2 separate regions of the Sus scrofa genome follow, and region 1 is linked to region 2. A link is a contact called in public Hi-C data. All regions are on one chromosome and are shown on one strand. The core of a region is the stretch at or near the end of the contact, and the rest is flanking DNA. Distances in the headings are between cores, read along the strand shown. Region 1 overlaps TMCC3 (transmembrane and coiled-coil domains protein 3). Region 2 overlaps TMCC3 (transmembrane and coiled-coil domains protein 3).

What was found. A called contact is a pair of places that touch in the nucleus more often than the background predicts.
Region 1: a contact with region 2 is called in a Hi-C map of retroperitoneal adipose tissue, with 2.9 times the contacts expected there. A contact is called at or near these places in 3 of 47 Hi-C or Micro-C datasets (heart right ventricle, mesenteric adipose tissue and retroperitoneal adipose tissue) and 1 of 2 datasets of targeted methods (skeletal muscle).

The regions. Positions count from the first base shown.
Region 1 is chr5:88,659,704-88,663,871 of Sscrofa11.1, forward strand. All of the region lies in intron 1 of TMCC3 (transmembrane and coiled-coil domains protein 3), which reads left to right. Among named protein-coding and RNA genes, the nearest start is that of CEP83, 110 kb to the right of the region's middle.
Region 2 is chr5:88,504,917-88,508,985 of Sscrofa11.1, forward strand. All of the region lies in intron 1 of TMCC3 (transmembrane and coiled-coil domains protein 3), which reads left to right. Among named protein-coding and RNA genes, the nearest start is that of TMCC3, 97 kb to the left of the region's middle.

The DNA.
Region 1 (4,168 bases), core at 1,383-3,882, 160 kb after region 2:
ACCCCCGTTGCCTGGTAGAGGCTTAATGAGAAGATGATTATTTCTAATTACGGTATCAAGTGTTTGTTAAGTGCTTGAAGACATTTGAAGAATTTGTTTTTGAGAGCCTCGAACACTGTGCCTCATCTCCCTTACGCTACTAATTAGCAGTATCTGTGGCTGAAGGGTTGGACTCTCAAAAGTATGCGTATTCGAGCCTCAGTTCCAAATGATCCTTAACTCCAGATTGACTTGACCTGCAGTCAAGAAATAGAACTTTTTTAAACAAAAATTGTACTGGAGTATAGCTGACTTATAATATTGTGTTGGTTTCAGAAATACGGCACACCGAATCAGGTATACATACAGATCTATCCTTTTTCAAATTCTTTTCCTATATAGGTTATTACAGAATATATATAGGTTATTACAGAATATTGAGTAGATTTCCGGTGCTACCCGGTCGGTCCTGGGTAGTTGTCTGTTTTCTGTATAGTCGCGTGTCTACGTTAATCCCAGCCTCCTAACTTACCCCTCCTCCACCACGTCTCCCCTTTGTTAACCACAAGTCAGAATTCGAACTTTCGGCGCTACAGATTCTTTTGTCAGTGACACTGAGAGGAAGAGGTGGGGAGAAATAAGCCTTTATGATCAAACTTAGTGACTCAATTCCCGTTCTGTACACCGTGGCCTTATTTGAAGTCCAGAATGTACCATTGTCAGACCTGAACTACGAAAGGAAGTGTCTTTTGTCTAAACAAATTAGAACAAACATTGTACCGAGACGCTTTGCTGATACCGTATCCTCTTGAAGACCACGTGACGATCTTTCCGCTTTTTCATTTCTAGCATGTAGTGGGGGAAAGTGGCTTTCTTCTTGTACATAGATCTTGAATGTTGTGTGTGGGTATCCGCCTGAGATGGAGTAATTATGTCTTGATAAGGACGAGTATCGAGCCTTCAGAGTTGCTGTGCTGGGACAGATTGGCTCCATCCGAAAGAAGGCCGAGTATTTGATGCCGGGGTCCAGCGACTGGGTTAGCGTCCTGGGGTTCCATATTCACTGAATGGCTAGACGTTTTGCAAGTGTGTATCAAGTGACCCCAGGGTAGCGAGAGGGAAGCTGGGTTGGTAATATATGTATGACCAGCCGGAAAGTGACAGAACGCTTCTGGTGGAACATACAAAGGTCCCCCCATCAGGGCCTGCTTTCCCAGCTCTGTCCCCAGCCGAGGGAAGCGTGCCTCCCCTTCTCACCAGGCAGATCCGTGGCTTACCTGCTGAGTGCCTGCTCCCATCTGTGCCCAGATATCAACCCCTGACGTGGGTGGCCCCCGAATCTTCTCCACAGGCCCCTCATCTTCCCTGCTTTCCTGACTTCTCCCCTTTCTCTCTGTCTCCTTCGCTTTATGATTGTAAATACATGGGCCTGATTCTGATAAAAGCAGTGCCGCTTTTATCCTCATAAAATCATTTTGCCTCCATCTCTGTGTCTCTTGCGGTAGGAAGTCACATGGGTGACGATTTCAGGCTCCGCCCACTGGAGAGTGTCGTGACGGGGCTGTTCTAAGCCAGACCAGAGCATCCCCACCCGTCGGGATGACCATGGGCGGGACCCTGCAGAACGCGCACATCTCACGGGGTCACGCATGTTTGGTATAATTGAGCTGAGCCCCGGTTAAGCTGTTTATTTTCTGTGGATTTCAAAAAACATATATGTTCTTTATAAGCTTGGTTTTCCTGTAAAATAGGGTTGCTGTGAGGACTCTCTGAATGCACATGACTCCGTAGTGTGACGCCTGACTCACAGTCGCAGTGCTCGGTCATGATTGTCAGGGAAGCAGCCTCTGGAGGCGGGTGGCCTGGCTTTCAGACTCGTCTCTTCTGTTTGCTGGGCAATCGGCTTAGCTTCTTTTTGCCTAGTTTTCTCATTTGTACTCTGCTCATAGTAGTAGAACTTATCTCCGCATTTTTGGCCAGTAGGATGTGGCCCATGCCACTCACACGGTGTTTCTCCTCCTGGGCCTGTGGCAGGATGGCACTTAGGTAGAGCTGCTGGGATGAGCACAGGAAGCCCAGGTGTCTCTCCTGCTGGACGCCTTTAGGAGGCAGCCAACGATTCACCCAGTTCCCTGCCCCTCCTCGGCCGCCAGCACATCCCTGGTGGCGGAGGCACCATCGCAGCCTGGGCCCCTCCGCCTGCTTGCTGGTTGGCAGGTTGGTTAGCATGAGCACGAACTACACCCAGCCCCCCGCTTTGTTCCGCTCCTGGGGTTTTGACATCGATTGTGAGCCCAGCAAAGCCCAGCACATTGGGACTGCCACACCTCGAGGCAGATTTCCGCTAGCACGAGTCATGATGCACCGAGGCTGCAAAACGTGAGGAGGCCCTTGGATCCCGAGCCTGCAGCTCCTTCGCGGCCTGTCCGTGAAACTGCCCGCTCGCCCGCGCGTGGGCTCTGCCACACCTGTGCCCGGCAGGGCCCGCCCGTTTGGAGGATCCGACCCTTCCCTTAGAGGACCGGATTCTAGCAGCTTTTTGTAAAGCAGAAGTTCATCCTCTGGCCACGGGACCAGGCAGGCAGGTGATATCCGTGCCCTGGCTCCGATCTCCCTGCCTTGGCACTTTCTGGCCGCTCCGGGACCCCAGGTCCCCAGGCTCTCCGGCCTGAGTCCACGCCCTCCTTTCCGGTTCTCTGGGTTTGGGCGGTGTATGGTGCCTTGCCTGCCCTTCCCTTCTTGTCCTGTCTCTCTGGAGCTCTGGGGGGCGGGGGACACATGAAATGTCCCAGGGGACAGTCCTTTTCTGAAGCCTGAATGGTGTGTTCCAGCAGCCCTGGGAGGGACCGCGTCGGGCCCCGCATCCCAGTGAGTGAGGTGAGCGCCCAGGGGCGTTGTGCTGGAGGCCTGGACTGGGGCACAGATGACTCAGTGTCCGTTTTTGACATCTGTCCCGGGTTTAAAGGTTTTCCTTAGCCCTTGTTCCAAAACGTTGAGATGACGGTGGAACTGTTTCTGCTGCCGGAAGGAAAACATTATTAAGAATGGCTTTTCACTAGGATGCTCCTGGTCTGCTTTTCATGTAAGGTAATAACAGACAAGTCATTCGGAGAGAACTGAAGAGGGTTAGCAGTCATTTAAAAAAAAGCATCGTTTCTGCCAAAATAGTCATTCTGGTTCCTTGGGGTTTTTTTACTTGGGAAATACAAAAGCATAACAAAAAGAATGACTCCTCATAACCCCACATTGTTAACACTTGAGAGCTCGTTTTCCTTTTAGTTTTTACATACAGGTGCATTTTTCATAAAATCAAGATAATAAATGCAAAGCTTGATTGAAACCATTTTCTGTGCCAGGAAGTCTTTAACTACTTTATATGCATTATCTCATTTATTCCTCATGACTCTTCAAAGAATTGTTATCACCCCTTTAACAAGGAGGAGGCAACTGAAGCACAGAGAGGCTAAGTCATTTTTCCACAGTCACACAGTTTGAAAGGGTGGTGCCAAGACGGAAACCAAAGCAGTCCCTGTCTCCAGAGCCCAGGGTTTTGACTGTCCTGTGACACTGTCTCACAGTAAAGTTAGCTCGCATTGCATTTCAAGGAATTTTGCAGCGTTAGCTCTGAGTTGTCTGGTTCCATCTGCTCGTTTTATAGGTTACGAAGTCAAAGACCATAGATGTGATTAGACTGACCTGAGAACACGCAGCTAGTATCCGTGTCGTCACTGGAACACACGGGCCGCGTGCTGGCTGACTCCGGGCCATCTCTGGCCCGTTGTCCTCCTCCGGGGGCCCCAGCCCTAAACGGCTGCCTTGCACCGCTGACCTCAGGCCGAGTCCAGGTGGAGTGGAGGACGGAGGCCTCGGACGCTTTCTGCCCAGCGTGTCCCTGAACCCTCACTTTGGGTTGGGGAATGTATGGGTGTCTCGGGATGCGTGTTAGCTGCCTCGTAATTCTCCAGGTTGAGCTAGGGCTGCAAAAGGCCGGACCGTGCAGCCCAGCAGTAGTTCCAGCGTTCCCCCCCTCATCAGAGGTGTCTAGCCGAGATTTGCCCACGAGCAGTGAGATTGATTGGGCTTTAAACGCTGTTGCCTTCCTCCACCTGGGCTCTCGAGGACCTGCCAGGCGTTGTTGAGACTTTCCAGTGAGCCAGATGTCAGCCAGCCACCTGCGTGTAAACATGCC
Region 2 (4,069 bases), core at 310-2,809:
AGGATTGTTTTGCTTCGGGTTCCAGATGATACTCAGCCTCAGGCAGGTAAACTTTCTAAGGTCACACAGCTATTAAGTGGCAGTGTGTGGCGTTGAATCCGAGTCTTTTGGTTAATAAACCCTCTTTACTCCCTTTGGGGTCCTCTTTCCTTGTCCCCAGGCCCCACCATGGCCTGGAACAGGAAAACTGGATCATCTGATCAGAAAAGCCTGGAGTCCCTTTGTTCGTTGAAACCGCTCTCTGAATCCTCCGGAAAGCACCTCATCTTTCACTCTGTCTTCTGCGCCTCTTCCAACATCATAGACTCTGGAAAGGGAAGGGAACACGTGCCTGGTTCACATGTTTTGGGCGGAGGAGGAGGAGGAGGAGGAGGAGGAGGCGGCGGCGACCCCTAAACTTGTTACCCATTCTCACCATCACGGTAGAAAGGTTCCAGATTTCACTGCGTGCATGGCCAGCCTAGTGTCGCTCTGGGTTTACATGGGTACAGAGCTGGAGTTTATCAGAATTAAACATCAGGGGTTCCCGTCATGGCGCAGTGGCAACGAATCCAACTAGGAACCATGAGGTTGCGGGTTCAATCCCTGGCCTTGCTCAGTGGGTTAAGGATCCGGTGTTGCCGTGGGCCGCGGTGTAGGTCGCAGATGTGGCTCAGATCTGGTGTTGCTGTGGCTGTGGTGTAGGCCTGCAGCTGTAATTCCAATTTGATCCCTAGCCTGGGAACCTTCATATGCTGTGGGTGCAGCCCTAAAAAGCAAAAAAAAAAAAAAAAAAAAAAAAAGCAAAAAAACCAACATAGGTAAACTCCAAACTAGGGCCAGAAACATAAGACACACAAATTGCCCCGAGTTTGTTCCTGCCAGGAGTCTAAACAAGATACTGCAGGTATCTTTTGGAATGTATTTGTCCCATCCCAAACGGTCAAACCATTTCTCTCATTTTTACTGATATGCAGAAAAGGAGATTTATATCCATTGTTACTTATCTGAAAATTTTAAGGAAATTCTTTGCTTCTGATGTCTTATGTTGCATCAAAAGCCCAGCAGGGCCGGGGCTGTGCTCTGCAGTCAGACGCATTAGTGTAACTGCAGCCCGGCTTCCTATTTATTCACATTAGATGGAGGAAGCAAAGGCTAGAGGTACAGGTCACTTTGGGTCAGATTCTTGTTAACAAATGATTTGCCCACACTTAGGGAAAAACCGTCATTTTTCAGGCCTTTCTGGGCTTCAGGATCGCAGATAAGAAACAGGGGACCTGTAATTTCCTCCCTCTTTGCTCCGGCGGAGGCTGAACTTGTGGACCCGCCACCTGCTGCTGGATAGAGACCTGTCCTTTGTTAAAAGCAAAATAAGCTTTGTTTCCAAGGAGGGGGTCTGCCTCCCTGCCCTTCAGGGGCTGCGTGCCACCCTTCCCGTGAGTGTCCCCTTGCTAACTGTCAGGTGAGTCCCACGTGTGACCACCGTTCTCAGGGCAGGCGGATCCCCGGGCAGCCAGTTCCTCTGATCTCTGCTGAGCGGATCTCTCTCCTCTGTTGTCTCTTAAGGACCGTCGCACCTCTCACTCCCCAGCAGGCTGCTTTTCCCGATGCCACACACTCTCTAAGCCTTTGTTCCGTGGTTCCGGGAGCCTTCACCATGGCAACCATGTTGGCTCGTTTCCGTCCATTCCCAGGTGGTCTGGGAGGCTTTGCCCACATGATGCCACACTGAAAAAAAAAAAAAAAATGCAGTCTGGCCCACGAGTTTGCTTTCTCAATTTAATTGCTATTTTGGCTTGCGACACGGTCCGCAGGATCTTTCTGCAGAGGGGTGGGTTTCACCAGGCCTGGTGACCGGGCTGCTGTCTCTCACCCTCCCTCAATGTGAGACACACACACACTTCTCACACCCACGGTGACGCCTCACAGTTTCCAAAGCCGTTCTGAGATTAGGACAGGCCAAAGCCAGATGGTTAGACAAACTCTCATTCCTGCTCCCACTTGGATGCCTTGCAGCCTCTTCTGTTCTGTTTCGCAGTTGCTTTTCCAGTCTGTGGATCACATCCACCAGTGAGTGTCTTCGGAGACTCTTGTGTCTGGCTGTTGCTGCTGGTGGCTGGAGTTTGACAGCTGGGACCATCAGCTTCTTCCAGCACCTGATTCATCAGAGTGCGGTCCTCACGCCGCTCACGCCGCTCACGCCGGGGCCAAGAGTCTTCAGTCGTCGCAGTGACCTGACTTGCCAAGGCAACCACGTCTGCTGAGCTTTTAGGATTTGCAACTTGTTTCCCAGCTCGAGAATGCTTGCTGATGCTGTTTACTCTCATAGCCTCCCAGGCCTGCAGGGTGTATAAGTCTTTGAACTTTGCTGTGTAATTCACTTTTCTGCATGCGGGGCCTTGAAGGGGGGGCCCAGAGAACATGGACTTCAGGGGATCCGTGCACGTCTGGAAATTGTATGCACTGTGTTTTTGGAAATGGTTTTCATAAAAGAGGTATGAGCATTTTGTGAGGAGGGTTCTTAGCCTCACGTGCTAAAGAAGCAGGCTGGGAGTTCCCACCGTGGCTCAGCAGAAACGAATCTGACTAGCATCCGTGAGGACGCAGGTTTGATCCCTGGCCTCCCTCAGTGGGTTAAGGATCTGGTGCTGCTATGACCTGTGGTGTAGGTCGCAGACTCGGCTCGGATCTGGCATTGCTGCGGCTCTGGCATAGGCTGGCAGGTATAGCTCCAATTTCACCCCTAGCTGGAACCTCATATGCCATGGGTGCGACCCAAAAAAAAGACTAAATAAATAAATAAACAAAATAAAGCAGGGTGGCCCCAGGAAAAGAAGAATAATGCTAGATCTTACCCCACTCATTTATATGAGGATACAATGAGAAAGGGCATAAACATTCCGTGAAGTTAGCTCTCCTTGTCTGTGATCCTCAAAAGGTTAAAATGATGGAACTGGAGTTCCCGTTGGGGTGAAGTGGTTAACGAATCCGACTAGGAACCATGAGGTTGCGGGTTTGATCCCTGGCCTTGCTCAGTGGGTTAAGGATCCGGCATTGACGTGAGCTGTGGTGTAGGTCTCAGATGTGGCTCGGATCCTGAGTTGTTGTGGCTGTGGCGTAGGCCGGCGGCTACAGCTCCAATTGGACCCCTAGCCTGCAAACCTCCATATGCCGCGGGAAGCGGCCCTAGGAAAAAAAAATAAATAAATAAAAAATGAAAAAACGATGGGACTGCTTTCTATCCCTTAGAACTGGGTAGCAGATGTATCATCAGTAGTGACATTATTAACATTCTTAGAGCCCTTTGTGCTGTCCCCTGAACCCGCGAGTCTGCCTCCCGTGCCCTTCCTGCATCCTCTTGGACGGGAGGGACTGCGGGTCCCCCCTGCAGATGAGGACAGGGAGGCTCCCGGCAGACAAGAGCCCCCGCTGCTGAGGCTCAGAGGAGTGGCTTCGGCTTGCATTCTGGTGACCGGACAGATCATAAGACAGTCACCGTGTACAGAGTGTGACGCGTGTCTTGCCCCTTGAATTCCTGGAAGTTAGGGCCGTCAGAGGGTCAAGGGAGACTTCCTAGAATAAATGACGCTTAATCTGAGCCCTGAGACACGGGCAGGAATAGGCCAGGCGGGGCGTGGGCATTGTGTGTGGAGACAGCAGCGTGTGCCAGTTCCTAGAGGCAGGGGGATGCCTCTTGGCAAGAGGGGGTGGAGATAAAGCAAAAGAGCAGTTTCCTGGACACCCCCCCAAAAAACCCCAGATGGATGTCAGAAAAAAAAAGGAAGAGAATAGAGCAGAGAATCATCTTTGGATTTGTAGACACCCCTACAAACCACGCTGCTGTTTAAAATAATTCCCAGGAGCGTTCATGACGCGGGGATGCGGTGGGTGTGCTGCGGCAGGAGGCGCGTGTGTGAAATTGCCTGGATGCCGTGAAGATGAATCTACCGAGGATGGAGACCTAGAAGGTTCGTGGAAGAAGGAAAGGAGCTCTTGGGTTGAGGTGGTGCATTTGGAAAACGCGTTCTAATGGGGTCGAGGCCCCGGCGCTCATTCCACTGGGCCTCCAGCCTCTTGGTTCTGATTCATT